Regions from separate parts of the Zea mays genome. Here all the other regions are linked to region 4. Evidence: chromatin contacts called from public Hi-C data. All regions are on one chromosome and are shown on one strand. The core of a region is the stretch at or near the end of the contact, and the rest is flanking DNA. Distances in the headings are between cores, read along the strand shown. Region 1 holds the start of LOC103626075 (receptor kinase-like protein Xa21). Region 2 holds the start of LOC542298 (60S ribosomal protein L10-3). Region 3 holds the start of LOC100216568. Region 4 holds the start of LOC100276070.

Region 1 (5,018 bases), core at 1,064-3,563, 130 kb before region 4:
CTTCAACCCTTGCACCTTGTTATACTCCTCTCGACTTAGAGAGGCGAGGAGTATAGTGGTGGCTTAGGAGTTGAAGTGCCGGATTTGGGCTACCTCGTCCGAATCATAACCTTCATCCCCTACGGATGGTTCCTGTGCACCAAACTCAACAATGTCCCAAATGCTAGCGTGGAGTGAGGTTAGATGGTGCCTCATTTTATCACTCCACATACAATAATCTTCACCGTAAAAAACCGGTGGTTTGCCTAGTGGAACGGAAAGTAAAGGGGTGCGTTTGGAAATGCGAGGATAGCGTAAGGGGATCTTACTAAACTTCTTGCGCTCATGGCGCTTAGAAGTGACGGAAGGCGTGTCGGAGCTGGAGGTGGAGGGCGATGAAGAATCGGTCTCGTAGTAGACCACCTTCTTCATTTTCTTCTTCTTGTCGCCACTCCGGTGCGACTTGACGCGGGGAGGTGATTCCTCCCTCTTCTTATTTGCGGACTCCCCCGATGGAGTCTTCCCGTGGCTTGTGGCGGGCTTCTCGCCGGTCATCATCTCCTTCTTGGCGTGAGCTCCCGACATCACTTCGAGCGGTTAGGCTCTTAATGAAGTATCAGGCTCTGATACCAATTGAAAGTCGCCTAGAGGGGGGTGAATAGGCAAATCTGAAATTTATTAGGTTTAAGCACAACTACAAGCCAGGGTTAGCGTTAGAGATGTAAACGAGTCCGAAAGAGAGTGCGAAAACAAATCGCAAGCGAATAAGAACGGATGACACGGTGATTTGTTTTATCGAGGTTCGGTTCTTGCAAACCTACTCCCCGTTGAGGTGGTCACAAAGACCGGGTCTCTTTCAACCCTTTCCCTCTCTCAAACGGTCACCTAGACCGAGTGAGCTTCTCTTCTCAATCAAATGGGACACTAAGTCCCCACAAGGACCACCACACAATTGGTGTCTCTTGCTTTGATTACAAGTGAGTTGGAAACAAGAATAGAGGAAGAATAAAAGCAATCCAAGCGCAAGAGCTCAAATGAACACAAATGTCTCTCTCTCAAGTCACTAATTTGTTTGGAATGATTCCGGACTTGGGAGAGAATTTGATCTCTTTGATTGTGTCTTTGAATGAAGTCTAGAGCTCTTGTATGAGGTTTGATGGCTGAAAACTTGGATGCATTGAAGTGTGGTGGTTGGGGGATATTTATAGCCCCAACCACCAAAAGAACCGTTGGTGAAGGCTGCTGTCGTATGGCGCACCGGACAGTCCGGTGCGCCAGCCACGTCACCATGCCGTTGGGTTCCGACCGTTGGAGCTCTGACAAGTGGGGCCACCGGACAGTCCGGTGGGGCACCGGACAGGTCCTGTTCACTTCCTGGTGCGCCTCTGGTGCCTGCTCTGACTTCTGCGTGCGCAGGCGTGCACTGTAGCGTTGCAGGTGACCGTTGGCGCTTGGAGCCGTTGCTCCGCTTGGCACACCGGACAGTCCGGTGAATTATAGCGGAGCGGCCTCCCCGAATTCCCGAAGGTGGTAAGTTCGGAGTTGGGTTCCCTGGTGCACCGGACACTATCCGGTGCGCCAGACCAGGGCTGCCTTTGGGTTGTCTTTTGCTCTTTTTTTTTGAACTCTTTCTTGGACTTTTTATTGGTTTGTGTTGAACCTTTGACACCTGTAAAACTTATAATATAGAGCAAACTAGTTAGTTTAATTATTTGTGTTGGCCAATTGAACCACCAAAATCATTTAGGAAAAGGTGTAAGCCTATTTCCCTTTCACCAATCTTCAAAACTGCTTGGGAACATATCCTCGAACACCTTGTAGGCACCACTCTGGATGTTGTTCCCACTGTCCAAATCTGACCTCAAAGTGCAACACTGATCTTCCCAACGATTGTCATCCAACAGAAGAGAAATTTCCAGGAATTCGAACTCCTCTGGTACCAATTGTTAGCAACCTCCAATCACATGAACACAACAGCCACCACCAAGGCAAGGGTATAAATCTGATACATGCATACACTAGTACAGAGATGGAGTTTGGGAAGTAGCAATCAGGGAAGGGAAGAAGATGAATCAGATCGATAGGTGAAGAAGCATCAGAAGCACATCTTAGCAGGATGAGGAGAGACGTCTAACCGCTATAGGAAGAAGTGGATGATACGAGTGGTGTATTCTGAATATCCGATGGTCCCTGGCCCTTGCCTTGTTTCTGCTCTTTGTAGTGCTCATTTCAGTTAGTTGGGCCGACCTGTACCATATAGGACAGGTTCCTAACAGATAATAACAAAAATTTTCACAAAGATCGATGCTCAGGACAGCTTTGGATTTTAAACTCTGTTTTCGAGTCCATGGGGGCGGATTATCTACCCAACCTGATTTTGCGTGTTGCCATCCCTACGCGATAGTGGGATCTGCGTCAGGCCGGAAAATGACGTACCTGCACTCAGGTCATACTTTAGTCGCAAAAGCCCACTCCTGTCTCGATCCTTCGCCGTGCAGCGGCCGGCGGCCGCCTAGCACGAGTCGAAGAGAAGACTTAACGACAATGTCGTCAACGCAACGGCAATTGAAAGAGTCAGGCACCATCTGGCATCTGCGTCGTGCTATAAGTAGTAGCTGCTGACTGCTGTTACATTCCAAGCTCCAAAGCAACGGCCGGGCATGGCGATCACTCCACAGACCATGGTCCTCCTCTCCCTGCTGCTGTCCTTGTCGTCCCTGCCCATTGCCCTGGCGCTCGCGGAAGCGGGAGCCGAGAGCGAGGACACCGCGGCTCTGCTCGCCTTCAAGGCCGCGGCCGTCGGCAGCAGCAGCGGCACTAGTGGCGCCGTGCTCGCGTCGTGGAACGGCAGCGGCGCCGGCCCGTGCACCTGGGATGGCGTCAAGTGCAGCCGCATCGGACGTGTGGTGGCGCTGAGGCTGCGCTCCCTCGGGCTCTCCGGGACGCTCTCGCCGGCCGTCGGCAACCTGTCGTCGCTGCGGGAGCTCGATCTGAGCTCCAACTGGCTGCGCGGCGAGATCCCCGCGAGCCTCGGCCGCCTGCGCCGCCTCCGGACGCTCGACCTCAGTGTCAACACCTTGTCCGGCGCGGTCCCCGGCAACCTCACCGCCTGCACCAGCCTGAGGTACCTAAACCTCGGCAGCAACAGGCTCAGCGGGCACGTACCGGCGGGGCTCGGCGGCGCGCTGGCGCGGCTCGAGGTGCTCTGGCTCACCAACAACAGCGTCACGGGGGCCCTCCCAGCGTCGCTGGCCAACCTGACGTCGCTGCGCCAGCTCGGCCTTGGGCTCAACGCCTTGGACGGCCCGATACCTCCGGAGCTCGGCCGCAACATGGCGCGCCTCGAGTACGTCGACCTCTGCCACAACCACCTGCGCGGCGAGATCCCGGCGCCGCTGTACAACGTGTCGTCGCTGGCGAGCCTCGACGTGGGGCAGAACGCGCTGCACGGAGGCATCCCTGCCGGGATCCACGTGCAGCTCCCTCGGCTGCGGTATCTGGCCTTGTTCGAGAACCATTTCAGCGGGGCGATCCCTCCCACCATCTCCAACCTCACCCAGCTCGTAGAGCTCGAGCTGTCAGAGAACCGGTTCAGCGGCCTCGTGCCTCGCGATCTTGGGAGGCTGCAGGATCTGTGGAAACTGCTGCTGGACGACAACATGCTCGAAGCGGGGGACAAAATGGAGGGGTGGGAATTCATGGAGTCGTTGGCCAACTGCAGCAAGCTAAATCTTTTCGGTCTGGGTGGCAACGATTTCACCGGAGATCTTCCTGCTTCGGTTGCTAAGCTCTCGACAACACTTGAGTGGCTTTACCTAGAAAACCTTGCGATCTCCGGGAGCATCCCCTCGGAGATCGGAAACCTGGTCGGCCTGAAAGTACTTGTTCTGACGGATACTGACATCTCAGGAGCAATTCCTGATAGCATCGGGAGGATGGAGAACCTGGTTGAGCTACACCTGGACAACAATAGCCTGTCGGGGCCGGTACCGTCATCGGTGGGGAATCTCACCAAGCTCATGAAGCTATCGGCGAGCGGCAACAGCCTGGGAGGATCAATCCCGAGGAATCTCGGAAAGCTCACCGACCTCACCAGCCTTGATCTTTCAAGCAACCACCTGAACGGCTCGATCCCTGAAGAAACATTCCAGCTGCAGTCTCTTTCGCTGCTCCTGGACTTGTCACACAACTCCCTCTCCGGACCACTCCCTCCCAACGTCGGAAGGCTGGCCAACCTCAACACGCTGAGACTGTCAGGAAACCAGCTGTCCGGCCAGCTACCGGCAGGCATCAGAGACTGCGTGGTTCTGGAGGAGCTCCTGCTGGACAGCAACTCGTTCCAGGGAAGCATACCTGAGGCTCTAGGCGACATCAAGGGCCTCCGCGTGCTGAACCTGACCATGAACGGGTTCTCCGGTGCGATCCCCGACGCCCTTGGTAGCATACGCAGCATGCAGCAGCTGTACGTAGCGCGCAACAGCCTCTCCGGGCCGATCCCAGCCGACCTGCAGAACCTGACGTCGCTGTCCGATCTGGATCTGTCCTTCAACGACCTGCAAGGCGAGGTGCCCGACCGAGGCTTCTTCAGAAACCTGCCTCGCTCATCGGTTGCCGGAAACGAAAACCTCTGTGGCGGAATGCCTCGGCTTCGCCTGCATCCGTGCCCCACGTCCGCTTCGGGGAAGAACAGTCGGAGCAAGAGGTGGCCGCCGCTGAAGCATGTTGAAATGGCTCTGGCGACAGTGGGCGCAGTCGTGTTCTTGGCATCATTATTAGCCGCAGCTACTCAGCTCGTCGTCTGTAGGAGCCGTAAACAAAGGCGGCAGCAGACGAAGAGGCAGCCCCTAGGAGCCCCAGCAGCGACCGGAGAGCGGTACGAGAGGGTCTCTTACAAGGAGCTGTCGGAGGGGACGAAGGGGTTTTCAGACGCCAACCTGCTCGGAAGAGGAAGCTACGGCACAGTCTACAGGTGCGTTCTCAGCCGTCTCACCGACGATGGCGGAAGAACCGTAGCCGCCTCCGCCGCCGCCGTCGCCGTG
Region 2 (5,404 bases), core at 321-2,820, 230 kb before region 4:
GCAGCTGTAAAAGGTAGGGAGAAGATAACATTAGATTATGGACTGCCCTCGTAGATGAGAGAGCAAACATTAGAAGACTGCTCAGAGATGTAAAGGTAGAAACTGTTATCAAGCATGGATCGTCCAAAATAAAAAAAATACGCATTATCCAAGGGAAAACGATGGTGTACCTTTGCGTTGACACCATCAGGAACAATTCTGCCCTCGCTCTTGTACTTCAGGTAGTCAGCGCGGCTGAACTTGGTGAAGCCCCTGAACAAGATAGTGCACATTATAAACAATAATAATACAAAATAACTTATGCAAGTTACTATACTGTGACAGTTTAATTCCACAGCAGCAATGAACTATTATGCACTCACCACTTTCTGCTCTCAATGATCTTTTGGCGGCCAGGGAACTTGAACTTAGCGCGACGCAGAGCTTCGCTGGCATGGGCAGCATTGTTGTCCTTGCATCGCACGGAAAGGAGGACCTGACCAATGTCCACCCTAGCACAGGTGCCCTGAGGCTTGCCAAAGGCACCCCTCATTCCAGTCTGGAGCCTATCAGCCCCGGCACAGGAAAGCATCTTGTTGATACGGAGGACATGGAACGGGTGAACCCGGACCCTAAGGTGGAAGGCATCCTTTCCTGCAGACTTGGTCATGTACTTGTTGCAGGCAATGCGGGCAGCCTCGAGCGCCTCACTGGAGACATTCTCCTTCTCCCAAGAGACAAGGTGCACACAGTAGGGGAACTCATCAACACCCTTCCTCTTCATCCCGACATCGTAGATCCTGATCTTGGGGTCAGGGACACCACGGCAGTACCTGGACTTAGGGTACGGCTTGTTCTTGATCTGGCGATAGCATCTAGCAGGCCCTAAGCAAAGTTTCAGAAACATAAAGCTCAATTTTATCAACAGCATAATAGCAATGCACTGCAGTGATAAAATTATTCAGTGCAAACAGATATAAATCATTGAATTGATGCAAAACAGAGCATTATTTTCTACAAAATATACAACAGTGCTTTTATTAAGCAGGCAGAATGAGCAAATGAAGTGTAGACAGATTGGTCCTATAGTGTTGATTCATGGCATACAAACGAATACTAATACTAAATGCGTTATTCACAATGCCATGGAATATGACTAATACTCCCCTTTTTTGACAGATAAAGGTCTACACGGATTCTAAATTATGAGCGTGTTGACTTTATACACAGGAAATGTGAATATATGGTACCAAATCCCCCAGGTCCCAGCCATTCTCTTCTTTATACGATAATACGTAACAACTTTGCGAGTTCCACAAATCATCAACTCAGCAAACAAACATCAAATATTAAGCCCGTGGACAGTAAGAACCCCGGGATCATCAAAAGCATATACCCGATTTCGTGTGGATCTAGTCGAAATTTGCGCCGGACTAAAAGAAAGTACCCTATGGACTGCAACAATCAACGCAGTAGAAGCGTACGAAGGAGGTTAATCAAAAAGGCGAACTTACTTCTGCCCATGGCGACGGCAGCTGAGGTAGGCAGTCGGTGTCGGCGGAGGCGGCGAAACGAGGAAGGGGTGCGTCTAGGGCTTGGAGGGAAGAGAGGGACACTTTATATAGAGAGTGCGGACGCGGAATGGAGCCGTGCCGCCGTGGGTTTTGTGCGTCACGGCATGCGACTGGCAGATGCTGGGCCTTGGGAGGAATGGACCGAAAAACACAACAGGAGCCCACTAAAATTGGCGACTCCTTTCTCTCAAGGCCAGAGAACACAACTCCTGCAGGCTGCAGCGACATCATCCTCCCCCGTCGCGCCCTTGCCGCCGCCGCCTCCTCTCCCCGCCACTCGCCCACTCGAGCTGGACACTGAAAAAAATCAGTAGCAGGGCCGTGTTGGGCTGAGCCCACGTTGTCCACATCAAAACACTCAAACAGGGTTGTTAGTTCTCACGGGCCAAAAAGGTCAGCCCATGTTGATGCCGTGGCCGTGGGGATCAGATGGCTTGGCGGCTACGACGGTTTTCCTTTCCTCCGCGCCACCACGAGCTGCCCTAAAACCCTACCACTCTACTACCATCACACCTGCGCCTCCACAGTCCACACTCACCGCGCTCGCCCCCTCACAACGAAACCTAGAGAGTCCCGCGCGTGACATGGCGGACGGCGCGGGCTCGGCGTCTGGTCTGGTGGAGAAGCTCGCGGAGCTTTCAACGGGCGGCGCCGGGCAGAATCCTCCGCCGGCGGGTGAAGGCGGAGAGGAGCTGCAGCTCTCGAAGAAGTAGGGACAATCGAGCATTCCTCTCACTTGAGCCCGTTGGTTTTCCTTGCCATTTCTGTTTCCTGATTCCGGGGTTGGTTGTTGCGTGTTTGATGTGTGCAGCGCGAAGAAGAGAGAGGAGAAGAGGAAGAAGCTGGAAGAGGAGCGGAGGCTCAAGGAGGAAGAGAAAAAGAACAAGGCGAGGATCATTTATCAATTTATGCTGTTGTTTCTTCCACTTATTGCAGTTCCTGTTATGTGCTATATCAGTGAACCCTGGATAAATTTGGTCAGAATATGTCATTGCTTCCACCAAGTATTGTTTGATTCGTTAGCTCTAGAAGATTACTCAAATGCTCGTGTTAGAAGTTAAGTTTTCACTATGTTAGTGCCAAGGCTCAAAATTGATGTGTGCCATCTGTTGTTGTAGGCGGCGGCGGCTGCTGCTGCTAGTGGAAAGCCTCAGAAGGCATCTGCTGCTGACGATGATGACATGGATCCCACTGTATGTGCATCTTGCTTTCCCTGCCTAGCGTTTTGAATTCTGTTCCTTATACTTACTCTTATTGGATGGATGTGTTTCCTGCTGCAGCAATACTACGAGAATAGGCTCAAGACTCTTGATTCACTCAAGGCCGCAGGTGTAAACCCCTATCCACATAAGTTTCCGGTTGGCATCTCTGTAGTGGAATACATTGAGAAGTACAAGACCTTGAACAATGGGGAGAAGCTTACAGATGCGACAGAATGTTTAGCTGGTAACTCCTTTTGTTTTCCCATTGTTGTATTCTTAACTTGGAGATTCATATAGGTCTCACTTATATTTTTTTAACTAAGGGAGGATCATGAACAAGAGAACATCATCATCTAAGCTATTCTTTTATGATCTTTATGGTGGCGGCATGAAGGTTCAAGTGATGGCTGATGCCAGGTAAAAGTCTTCATTACACAACTAGAGCTGATTGCCATTGTGTGTGTGGGGGGGGGTCATGTTTTTATTTTAGCACTAGACTATGGCCTGTTTGCTGCATCGGGTTTCCAGCTTCTGCATCTTTTTCATGGTGCCAAACGCGAAACTTTTCAAATGGCTTAAATTTAAATCTAGTGCTTGTGAGAAATGGACTAGCATTCAATGTTGCAGCAGTGGCAGGGGTCCAGCTTTTCAAATTTCAACCATGCAACCCCTGCATGATTGCTTATGCTCCTCCCATGTCCTTCCATGCTGCTCCTCGTTTCTCTCCCACGCCAAACAGCAGTGTCGCCTTCACCTCCCTCCCCTGCCAGAAAACCTCTGCTCCTGCACTGTTGTGTCCATGGACGTGCCACTCCTTTGCCACACTACCCTCTGCATCTATCACCAGAGACTGAGACACCCCCCTGCATCTTACTCCCTCCTCTGGTTGGCCATGGAACTCGCAGGGGAAGATCCGCGTACACGTCCCTTTCCCTTCTCACTGTTCCTGCCAGGTTGAGCGGTGCACAACCTCCCCATTCCTTCATGACGAGATCTGACCATGGAGCTGCATGTGCACCATACTCTCACCAACTCCAGCAGTTGTGTTTCCACAGAAGGCCGGGCCATGTATTTTCTCTAATGCGATGAGTACACTGGAGCGAGCCTTGTTCATTTCTGAATCCTCAGAAAAAAGTTGAAAAAGAATCCGAAATACCAAACTCGATGGTTTTTTATTCAGCATCTTGTCTAGGAAGTGGCTTCTCTGCGCAGCTAGATCAAAGCAGCTTATAGAGAAGTTTAAGAGCCTGTTTGGTTCCTTTAGTCCAAGGACTAAATTTTAGTCGGGGGACTAAAGTTTAGTGCCTACCCTGCTTGGTTACAGGGACTAAAAGTATTCATAACGTATTAAATGACTCATAAGAAGACCAAAATGCCCCTTAACATTCTCCCACCATTACTGCAACTGAAACAAATGAGGGGCAAAATGTGAAATTATTGTGGTTTAGTCCCTTTTAGTCACCCCTTACGGAACTAGGGGCTAAAGCAGTTTAGTCCCTGTTTTAGTCCCACCATTTGGCAATTTAGGGACTAAATGAGACTAAAATGGAAGGACTAATCTTTAGTCCCTCAAACCAAACGGGGCCTAAGCTATGCTAGACAGGACCTCACTCCTTTGTTTTGCACCAACTCATAGAAAAGAGCTTCCTGGTGGTAGAATTCATGCTTTAACTATGCACTTACATGCTAAATCAAGCATTAGTAGTTAGAGCATGTCAGAGTACATAAACTACTGATCCTACTTGGCTGCTTATGTAATAGTTTGTGTTGGAACTTGGAAATACTTCCCGAACTATAATAATGACATATGATATGGCTTAGCTAGTTCGTTTTTTTTTTGCAAAAGGTAGTTTTCTTTTGGTTTTTTATTGGACATGTCACATAGATCTACACCATTTTTTAGTTATAGAGATAAAGGTTGCCTATTTTGTAGAATAGGTAAACCACATAGGTCCATGTTGATCTCATTTGTGCCAAAATGTCTTGTTTTCTTCATGCTTTTATTTATATCGCAGGACCAAACACAAACTCTATGTTTTTAGTGGACAGTGCATACTTAATAGCTCTGCTTTCAGTTATATTGGTGATAACCTGTTTTTTCAATATAAATAAATTTCAATCATAAAAGTGGGATTCAAGAGAAGAGATCGATTGTTTATTCCAACTGGACTGTATTTTTTCTTTTTATTTATTATAGGACCTCAGAGTTGGATGAAGCAGAATTCTCTAAGTACCACTCGAGTGTGAAGCGAGGTGATATTGTTGGCATATGTGGTTATCCAGGTTTGTAGCGTTCTGCTCAAAGTTTTGAACTATTAACTATAAGCTGTGACTTCTATGAACTATTTTGTTTGAAATATTACTATTTGTATTTAGCCCATAGAAATGTTATAACTTATAACAAGGTACCTTATTATTTTGTTATGGTTTCATTGCATAAATTCAAGTAGTATGTTTTGTTGAAAACTGTACTGTTACGTAGCTTATGTTCCTGGTTAGCTCTACTGTAGTATTGTTTGCGTGACCAACTCAATGATTTGATGATTGTAATATTTTTCTTGCTATTTGTGATAAACTTCGAATTTACAATTTGTTGAACACTAGGAAAATACAATCCAAACGCACTAGTGATAGTGGTTGCATGTTGTT
Region 3 (5,066 bases), core at 1,645-4,144, 210 kb after region 4:
CGCCGTCCGGCGGACGCACTCGGCCAGGGAGGCCGACATGGCGCTTCCGTCGTCGAAGCGGTCCCTTTCCCTCAGTGCCTTCGCCATCAACGGCAACGGCCACGGCCACGGGGCAGGCGTCGCGCTCTCCGGGCGGGAGCGGGGGCGGGACCCTGGCGAGCGGTCCGGCCGGCGGTCGGTCTCCCCGGCGACGCGTAGGCGCGCGCCCGCCTCTCCCAGTCCCAGCGCGGTCCACCGGCCCGCGAGCCCCGTGCGCAAGGCGGCGGCGAAGGAGCACGGCACCCCCGAGCGAGGCAGCAGGCCGGCGCGGGTCATCAGAGACGGCGGGCCCGACGCTGAGCGGGCGGCGTTGCTGGGCGGAGGAGTAGGAGCGGAGCAGAGGACGAAGCTGGCGGAGGGCGAGGAAGGCGCGCTGGGCCACCAGAACCCCTCGGTGGCCATGGAGTGCTTCATCTTCCTCTAGAGGCTAGAGCTGGTGTGGTGCTGCTGGTGGCCTCAGTTTCTCCTCCACGTTTTTGTTCGTCTCTCGCAAATTCGCTAGCTTCGTTGCTTGCTCAGTAACGTGTTGGACCATTCACATTACTATCGTGCCATCCGTGCATCATCGACCGAGATGGCCGTGCAGTGCATGCATGGCCTTGTCGCCGCCGTTCTCGGACGGGCATTTATTTCCGGCGGCGGCGGGTCGGAGCTCCACTCCGTGACTGCCACAGTGCGTTGTTGTTGTTGTTTGTAGCGCTGTCTAGTTGTACGACCGTTCCGTTCTGACGTACGGCAACCGACCGGCCGTCGAGCAGTAACAGTACTGATGTCTAGCTATCGTCCAGGTTGGTTCAGGGTAGGTAGGCGCGCGTTACTGCACCTGCATGACTGGACTGACTGGCTGGTGCTCAGTGCAACGTCGGGGGTAGATAGATCTATGGCTGAAGACGAGTACACCACAACGTTCTCATTGGATTTTGTGGCAAAACTTTGTAGCTGCATTGCATATACAGGCTACATCCAGGTCCAACAGGCTCCCTCCGGTTTTCATGGGACCACTTTAACACTGGGCCTTCTTGTTTGGGCTAGGCCCGATGCTGCCGGGGCCGCCAAGTCTGGACTGGATTCTGGAGCCTGCTTCTACTATCTCGCCCCGATCGCCGTTGCTAGCCCTGTTTTTAGGCTTCAATTTTGAGTGAATTTTGACGTGGCCGCGTTTTCTACCACTATTTCTCCGTGATCGAGCGAGCAGACAGGCAGGACATGACGGCGTAGACGTACTCAGCGAGATGTCGTCCACAAGTCACGAATCGGCGAGCACAGGACGTGTGGACCACGGGCAGCCGGCTCGGTCGCGGGTGTGGTGCACGGAACGGGTGCGGCCCCCGCCGCCGCCGAGTCTGAGCCGTGGCCGTTCCAGAGCCCGACCGCTGGTTCCGGTCGATCGCGCCTTCAGGAATCAGGAGTACTAGCCTTCACGGTTCGACGGGTTCTGTTTGTTTCTAGTACTGTATACCTAGTACTAGTCTGTCGTGTGCGGAGATGGTTTTTGACACGCAAGGGTGTTCCGGATCTGAACTCGCCGCGCCTTCTCCGCAGTCCGCATCGTGGTTGACGCCCGTGGTTTGGATTGAAGGATCTCTGTAGAAATTTCTAGAGTATGCCGTTCCTACGGAAGCGAGTGCGTTTGGGACAGGTGAAACCATATTTTCTTTCTTCCGACCTCACGAGTCGGCGAGAGGATTTCTCTCGCTAAGGACAAAGTTACGAGTACTCATGCTTACTAGAGAAAAAAATATATGTCTATTTGTACCTATTATGGATATTAAATTGCTTCATACTCATAACCCACTATAGGTAGCAGGTATCCCTATACCACCAACATTTTATATGAACATTTTAATCACAAAAGTAAGTTCTAAATACAAAATATCGAAACACCATATCTCATCAAGTACTAAAATAGTGTATTATCATTGTATTCAACATGTTAAATTCATCGAACCAATACAATTTTACCATAAGTTCAGCATCATCATTTAAATTAAATAGTAGCATCATGACCTCATATCACACAAAATATAGCCTAAAAAGAGAGTTCTTAACTACATCATACAATATTAGAATATTTATTTTTTTTTGAAGTATACAATACTTAATATCTCTACTACCTATATTAAGCACGTAGTGCAGACCACATGCGCGCACATCGTTCCCCTTGCCTAGCCTTCCGCCCCAACATGCGCTACCATGCCTCCACCCTTTGACTGTCGACGCCCCCTGCCCCTGCCCGCGCCGCACATTCCACGTGATGATCGTCACAGTAGACACCGTCTCGACCGTGATCTTCGCCGGCAATCGTGCCCCATAGATATGTGTATGGGTAAGCTGCTATAATAATATTAAATTTGTCATTTTTTTTATCAGGCTACCGAGATTACCCAACAAGATGCCAAAAGTGTGACGTGAAACTTCCCATTCGCCATTTGGCATTCTAAGACTTGTGGGAGTATAATCCAATAGATAGTTGTGCTACAATCTAGTTTGACAACTCTGTTTTCTCAATAAGAATGAACTAGTTTTTCTTAATAAAATAATTTTTTTTTGGAAATTGATGTTCTTAAACTAGCCCTAAACACTGTTATTAGTAAAATTTGAATTACGTGATGCATTTAAAGTAATTACTTAGATAATTTTTATTTCCTTTGCAATAATTGTCTGAGTAATATTTTTTTGTGGGTTGCTGGCATGAGTACCACGAGCGGCCGCCTTGTTCAGTGGAATCTTGCTTACTGGCCCACAGCCGCCTGAGACAAGCGGCTCAAATCTCACCCTCCCACCACATCCACAAAAAATCACCCTCCCCACCTCGATCCTCTTCCGCGAGACGGCAAACCGATCGGTGGAACGGAACCTCCCTCAGTCTCAAGGCGAGCGAGCAAGCGCGGCTCACGTCCACAGGGCCAGCGACAGTAGGCTGTAGGCCCCGCCCGCTCCAGATCCATAGGCAGCCGCGCGCGATCGCGGCGTGGTGGATAAAAGCGTGCGCGCTGCGCCGCTGCCACGAGGTAAGAGAGGCGGGACGAGCGTCAGTGCAGTGCGCGTGTGGTCGGGTAGCGATCCGAGGAGCGCGCAGCGATGGCAGCGGCGGCCGTGGCGACTGTGGCCACCCCATCCCCCGCCTCCAGGCGGCTGTTCCCCTCCGCCGGCCCGTCTCTTCTCCGGCTCCCAAGGCCGACCAAGCGGCTCCGGCGCGCCCTGCGGTTCGCCGCTGCGGGGGATGAAGCGGACGTGCTGCCTGGCCCGGGGGCCGAGGGGGAGGCCGTGGTGCCCGGGAGGCTGGAGGAGCAGCCGGACGAGCAGCTGGGCGGAAGCCAGCTCGACATCGGAGGGCTCGCCTTCCAGGGCGACGTGGGCGGGGGCTTCACCGGCGGCGGAGCGGGCTCCGGGGCCTCCGGCGGTGGCGGCGGCAACAAGATGCTGGACCGGGGCATCAACACGGCCATCGTGCTCGGGGCCAGCACCTACGCTCTCACCAAGCTGCTCACCGTCGACCAGGACTACTGGCATGTGAGTCCCCTATGTTTCTTCATTCCCTTTCATATTTAATTAGTCCCTGATTGGATTCGGAGCCATGTACTGGCGGGCGTATTGATTTGGTTTCTCTTTCTCGGTACACAGGGGTGGACGATCTTCGAGATCCTGCGCTATATGCCGGAGCACAACTGGTCCGCATACGAGGAGGCCCTCAAAGCCAACCCGGTTCTAGCCAAGATGATGATCAGCGGTGTCGTCTACTCCCTTGGTGACTGGATTGCACAGGTGCCTTCACACTTCAATTCCACAGCCACTCTACCACTATTCAATAAGACAAGCATTAGTGTGATTACTGACTGCCGTTGTTTTTTGTTGCTTATGCTTGCAGTGCTACGAAGGCAAGCCGATATTTGATTTCGACCGTGCTAGGATGTTCCGGTCTGGCCTTGTTGGGTTCACGCTTCATGGGTCACTTTCACATTACTACTACCATATATGCGAGGTAACCATTGCTACATGATCTGCTCAGCCTTGTTTTTGTACATTCAAGTCAAAATTGCCCTTATGTGACGTATTTCAACCGCACAAAAAGCTATGAAAATTCTTAAGTTGATGAATTGACGAAGCAAATGAAACGGGTTTTAAGGTGTTCAAGTATGTGATGATTTGGCCAACTTTTACCATCAGTTTGACATTTAATCGTGGGGCTCAACTAATCGGCACATAGCAGGCACCAGATAGAGCTCTTGAGTTGATGCATACAACTAAATAAAGGGGGGTAGTCTCAACGTTTTCAAGTCGGACGACTTGCTGGTCGTTCTGGCTGACCGACTAGGTCGATTAATCACGATTAGTCGGACGACTTGGGCGATTAATCGTGATTGGTCCAAACCGACTTGGACGATTAATCGCGACTCGGATGACTTGAAAACATCACCGGATAGAGCTTGACTAATCGGCACATATATATGAATCATTTTAATTTTTTCAACAATTTTGGAGGCTAACATGCTTTCTAAGGCAAACCTGATGGAGTAAATACTTTTGTTATGTTGACAGGCACTGTTCCCATTCAAGGATTGGTGGGTTGTCCCTGCAAAGGTTGCATTCGATCAGACCATCTGGTCTGCGATCTGGAACAGTATCTACTTTGTGGTCTTGGGTTTCCTTCGGTTGGAATCACCTACCACTATCTACAACGAGCTCAAGTCCACATTCTGGCCCATGCTTACTGTAAGGATTCATCTTCCCTGAATAAGTTTAATCAGTTTGCAGGGCGAGAATCGAGCAAGCATTAAAAGAGTTGTGCTTCTTATCTTCACTGTCATTACGAACAACCCATGGGCATTTTATACATATCGGCCACATGAATTATTGTTTTGATACTACCCATATCTTTGGGATTAATTGTCTACCTTTATAGTGGTATGTGTGTAATATATACTCCTGCCTCTGGGCATAGAATGATGACTTCTACAGACATCACATGTAGCAGAATAATTCAAAGCTAGAACTGAACTTAATTATATCATTGTTAGCAACAGCAG
Region 4 (5,455 bases), core at 1,008-3,507:
GAACGCGCCTTTTGGCTGTATCCCATGGGCCTAGCTGAGGCCAATGTTTTGCACGAGTGTGGCCTGGCCCAGACACACGTCCAAGCAACCAAACACATGCAGTTGTCTGAGTTTTGCATCTGTAAAGTTTCGCACGAGCGCATCCAACCAACCAAACACACCGTTTCTCTCTCTTATCTCTCAGGATGTTAACGTAGCCGCAGTGGCGTAGACAAGGGGCTGACAGGGCTCGGGCTCCCTAAGGCTTGTACATACTAATTAATTACTACTCTCTCCGACTCAAAATGTTTGTTGCTGTAGTGTTTAAACTTTCTTAAGTTTGACTATATTTATAGAAAAATATTAGCAACATTTGTATCTCTAGGTAATTTTACTACAACAACAGATTCATATATCTATCTATATAATGATACTAATTATATACTACAAACATCAACATTTTATTATATATACTTGCTCAATGTCGAAAAAATAAGTTGACTCCTAGGAAAATGAGAATGACAAACATTTTTTATTAAGATGGAGGGAGTACTATTTTTTAAGTAGAACAACGATTGATTCGATAAATATTGGTTATTTCTTTGTTTGTATATTTAAACACAGAAGGGCATGTGTCTAAGAAGAATACTACTACTAGTACTGGCTGTAATTAAAGTATAGTGCATACTCGAGAAACAGTAATGACCTGGCAGCAGCGAGCCCTGGCCGAGCTGGTCGATCTCTTGTTTTAACTCCATCTATATGTCGTGATAAATATTCCATTACTCGATCCTGCTCCTCCATGAGCGAGCCAACGAGGAAGAGAGTGCAGAAGTCACGAATGAAGGCTCCTTTCCTGCCTTTGGTAGTTGGATTCTTCCATTCCTGGCCATGGGATCTTCATCGATGAGCATCGCTTTACGCCAGTACGTAACTTCTTCGACCGTCGATGGGCGGCTCTGATCGACTGATCCGCGCGCGCAGCGCGCTGCGTGCAGGATCCGCATTCGTCCAGACCAGAACCACCGGCTTGAAGAGGAACTGAGAAAGGGTCCGTTGCACACGTCTCATCAAAAGTGCCATTTTCCACCTTTCAAGAACTCAATCATCATTAACTTTAATCATATATATATATATATATATATATATATATATATATATATATATATATATATATATAATGTTGATATTTCACGGCGTGTAATTGTTATCATTAGATGAATTGCTGAATATATATTTTTTATAGTAAACTTATTTAAAAACATAAATGTTGCTACTTTTTATATATAAATATAGTTAAACTTAATAGGTTTCATTTGACCAGCATGGATTTTATTTCTCTTGAGGTCTTGTTTAGTTTCACATAAAATTAGAGATTAGGGGGGGATTAAGACCAGGATGCAAGCCATGCCAATAAACAAGCCAACCCAGGATCGAGTGGTCACCATTCATAGTCATCAACTCGTATCTAGGCCATGAATTGATCCGAAAAATAGATTATTTGGGTTTGTTCTAGGCCGAGAATTAGGAGGGGTGAGTGGAAATGACGATTTTGTTTTTGGTCTAGGTCAAAACGAGCAGCTCTAGCAAGCTGGACCGGATTCCAAACCGAGCTGGTTCGTTCCGATCGGAACGAGCCCGAGAACAGGCCTATCTGGTCAAAACAAACAAGACATAAATTCCTTTGTATTTAATTTTGACTAGCAATTGATTTAATCTCCTCCAATAATCTTTAATCCGCTTTTAACCGAATAAGTTCGGCGGATTAGAGGGGATTGAGTGTGGAATTAATTCATTTCTAACTCAACCCTCCCTAATCAATAGGAGGATTTGAGTTTTCAAACTAGCCCTGATTAGTGGTCAAATACCTGGGTAAACAGTAGTCACCCAAATTCATGCATGACCACCTAAGCACTTGTCCGAATTTTACCATATGAGTATAACTTATCCCTGTTTTTTCTTTTACCCACAAGGTCACTTCGCTATACCTTGTTCTTTCTCTATCAACAAATAAGCACCGTCTCATGCTTGTTCGTTAGAATAAGTTATCGATTGAACACTAGTCTACAAATCGCCTGGTTCTCACAATAACAGTATGACATATGAAATTCTCGTGTTTGAGTACCCAAATCATACACAAATATAAATGATGATGAGCAGGGCCGGTTTGAAGAAACAATCCAACATGATAATTTGATAAATAATGAATCAGATATATTGGAGTCGTTTCGTTCCGAGACGGCCCAGCTCAGCCCAGCCCAGCCCAGCCCATGTACATTCCGCAGACCCTAGAAACTTGCAGCCGCGTCCCTGACCATCGCAGAGGAACCAAAGCTAGAGACAACCGCTGCGTAAACGAATCCATCGCCATGGCGTCTCGTCTCGTTGCGGCGGCGGCCTCCTCCTCCTCCCTCTCCTCAGCGTCCCCCCTCGCTCGCCTAATCTCTCGCCGCGGCCTTGCCGGTGCCGCAGGTACGTGCACCTTCCCTGCCCTTTTCCCAGATCTAGGGATTGCGGGCGCAGGTCGTTTGGATCCGCTCGTTGCTTGCGTCCATTCCTGGACCAGTCTCGCCAGATTGTCTCCTGCGATTTAGATCCAGTTTTGGATTCGATGTGTTCATGATGCGATAAACGTAGCCTAGTCCCGATGCGGTCGGATTGTGGGGTTGCGCATAAGAAACTTTAGGCGAGCAGTCGGTACCCTCTACTTGTTATTTCTGTGGCGTCTTGTCGTTGTGATTCATAGCTTACCCTTGCTGAGTGCTTATGGATTCGTTTTGTGTACTTGCCAGACGGCCATGGGTCTGCGAAGGTGCCCTTGTGGAAAGATCCGTTGAGCCCGAGCAAGTGGAAGGAAGAGCACGTGAGTTTACCCTAGAACATCTTGTTTAAAGTCATTGAAGCTAACTACATTGATGTTGTGATGATTATCGTACTAGTGTTAGGCATACAGCCTGTGAGTACATTATATTTTCTTTATAAGGGTCTGCCACTGAGCTCTTGAGTTCATTTGGATGCTTAAGTGGAACTGTAGAATGTCTTCTGGGTGGAAAACACATAAGTTGGTAACTAGTGCCAAACTTTTTGGCCTTGTAATCAGATTACAGGTTTACCTACATCTTTAGGTTGCCTCTGTCATCAGTTGAATCAATATCTTTTTTTTACCATATGCATTCTGTAGCCAAGTTCTCAAAAATTGTCTGGCACACATACTTGTTATCTACAATACATCTGCAAAACTAGAGCTGTTAGACTCTATAGTTTGTTCTCATTTGAATCATGTCATAGAGTTTCTTCCTGATCTTTCTTGCTTCATATGAAATATTTCATCTAAGTACCTTTTACTGGCTGCAATTACCCAACATGCATGCCTCTAGCCAAAATATGTTGGCAGGAAGTGTTTCAGAAACCAGTCAAGGTGGCCTCACTACAATTAGGTCTTGGTCAATGAGGCCAGGTGGCCAATGGGTGAGGTCAAGTTAGCCTCAGCAGCCACTGAATCTTGTTGGTTTTCCACTAACCATGCCCCCTCACACAATCCTGATGTTGAGGGATCTTCCCCAGATCCAAACCTCATCTTCCCCTTCCTCCTCCCCCCCCCCCCCCCCCACGGTTCTTGGTTAGTACCTAATGAATTTTGAATTGCACCTTACATCTAATGACACCTGCAAACAATAGCTGACTCATTTCGATATATCTTGCTATTTTGAATATATTCTAAATTTCTAATATGAAATCTGGACCTTTCATGCACTGTTTCAAACTTTTAATAGATACAAATAAATTATTTGGTGTACATTTTGAGGACTTTCATCCAATCCGCGAGTCATTAAAAATGGACTTTATGCTGTGTTGTGGTTTTATATACTCCCTCCGTTCCAAAATATAGTTCTTCCTAGCCTTGTTTTTTTCCGTCCACATTCGAATGAATGATAATGAACATCGACATACATACAAACTACATTCGTAATTTGATTAATGAATGTGTATTTTGTCTAAAACGAATTATATTTTGGGACAAAGGGAATATGATATATCTGTTTGACTTTCTACACACCCAGTGCTGAAAGCTCCCACACAATGTGGGGTCATTTTATTTTCTTTTATATTGTAATTTTTTTCTTCAGTATCTGCTTTTCATGTGTTTTTCTGTTATCATAGTTGTACTATTGTGCTTTGGTTTGTTTATATAGCAGCTCCAAATGAACATGAGTTTCTTTTGTAATTAATTGAACCATGGATATTTTTTATAACTATGTTTCCCTCGTGCAGTTTGTTCTAGCAAGCCTCTCAATGTGGGGGGTTATTTTTTATGGTGGTTACAAGCTTTTTAGTGGAAAGAAGGAAGCCAAGACTGAGGTAATTCTTTAAAATTTACCAGTTATACACTTATACTAACACTTGTAAAATGTTGTTCACAGTAGTAGATTAGTTCCTGACGTTTCGATAACTAGAATTCGTAGCTGAGAAATAATTTGTCAAAGATAAAAGGTTGCATCTGTGCCTAGGTCTGGCATTAGGTTTCTTGTTTCTTTGGTTCAGTTTCTTTTAGCAAAAAACTTTGTCACCACAAACCCAAGCACTGCGCTTTTTGGTATTCGGTTATTCAGTGGAATCTTTGTTATTTTCTGAAGAAATAACGATGCGGCAGCAAATGGTAAGGAAATCGGGGAAAACAATTGGGAAATGAGGACCAGGTCAGATCTGGGGAGATATTGATATACACAACTAAGCAAGCTCAGCATGAAAATGTGGACCGCCTTTGGCTGCTTGCGTGTGAGCTAGCATGGTGGACTGTCGTATGCTTGCCACTGGACCCATGAAGGCTAGTGTGCATCTACAAGGTTCACGCTATTGCTATTGTGTGCTCATCATGGCCGCTGGCTAGCTCTCTTGTCAGTTTGTCACACTGCCTGTGTTAGATTGTGGAAGGAGGTGGATAACTGGATTGCAACGTACCACGTGTGAGGTCAGGAGCGATGTGGTCTTGGTAACTGGGCTGGGCCACATGGTCTATGAATTGGTCCAATGGCCAGCACTGTGCGTGATCTGTTTTTTTGGGTGATCTGAGTCATTTGGTTTCTGAACCTGATAAACCATCCCACACTCCAAACCAGTTAGGCATGGCTTCTCCGACCACACCGAACACAGATCACTGAAAAATCCTTAAGTTTTGGTATGGTACGGTGTGGTTAGTTTGGCAGTGTATTTTTGCCCAGCAGCAACTGCAGCTTAGCTTGTGGGTGATCCCACAACCAATGTGTCATGTTAGGTTAACTATTGCTAATACACAATCCAAATGCTTGCTGCTTTTGTTTTTCTGCACTTTACAGTGAGAATGCTTTATGAAATCTAACAGTGTTACAAAAATCTGATACTCTGCTACAGGCGGCATCACCACAGGCATAGGTGGCGGAGATGGAGTTATACCCGTATCTGTGGCCTGGCAACAATGTTAAATAAAAGGAATGCTTTA

What was found. A called contact is a pair of places that touch in the nucleus more often than the background predicts.
Region 1: a Hi-C map of leaf shows a contact between it and region 4, with 6 times the contacts expected there. The contact joins the promoter of LOC103626075 here to the promoter of LOC100276070 in region 4. A contact is called at or near these places in 1 of 25 Hi-C or Micro-C datasets (leaf) and 1 of 3 datasets of contacts at active chromatin or transcription factors (leaf).
Region 2: a contact with region 4 is called in a Hi-C map of ear, with 1.6 times the contacts expected there. The contact joins the promoter of LOC542298 here to the promoter of LOC100276070 in region 4. A contact is called at or near these places in 5 of 25 Hi-C or Micro-C datasets (bundle sheath, ear, endosperm and 2 more).
Region 3: a contact with region 4 is called in a Hi-C map of endosperm, with 2.5 times the contacts expected there. The contact joins the promoter of LOC100216568 here to the promoter of LOC100276070 in region 4. A contact is called at or near these places in 6 of 25 Hi-C or Micro-C datasets (ear, endosperm, leaf and 2 more).

Annotation. Positions count from the first base shown.
Region 1 is chr5:20,476,824-20,481,841 of Zm-B73-REFERENCE-NAM-5.0, forward strand. It overlaps LOC103626075 (receptor kinase-like protein Xa21), which reads left to right and starts at 2,314. Exons shown (of 2, transcript XM_008646452.4): 1 at 2,314-5,018. The coding sequence starts at 2,640.
Region 2 is chr5:20,384,299-20,389,702 of Zm-B73-REFERENCE-NAM-5.0, forward strand. LOC542298 (60S ribosomal protein L10-3) reads right to left here and starts at 1,571. Exons shown (of 4, transcript NM_001111885.2): 1 at 1,494-1,571; 2 at 363-864; 3 at 171-252; 4 at 1-4. The coding sequence starts at 1,503. It also overlaps the pseudogene LOC100280510.
Region 3 is chr5:20,822,871-20,827,936 of Zm-B73-REFERENCE-NAM-5.0, forward strand. LOC100216568 reads left to right here and starts at 2,895. Exons shown (of 8, transcript NR_159537.1): 1 at 2,895-3,552; 2 at 3,664-3,804; 3 at 3,908-4,021; 4 at 4,579-4,752.
Region 4 is chr5:20,608,719-20,614,173 of Zm-B73-REFERENCE-NAM-5.0, forward strand. LOC100276070 reads left to right here and starts at 2,258. Exons shown (of 4, transcript NM_001149951.2): 1 at 2,258-2,451; 2 at 2,772-2,842; 3 at 4,252-4,338; 4 at 5,368-5,455. The coding sequence starts at 2,349. The coding sequence ends at 5,388.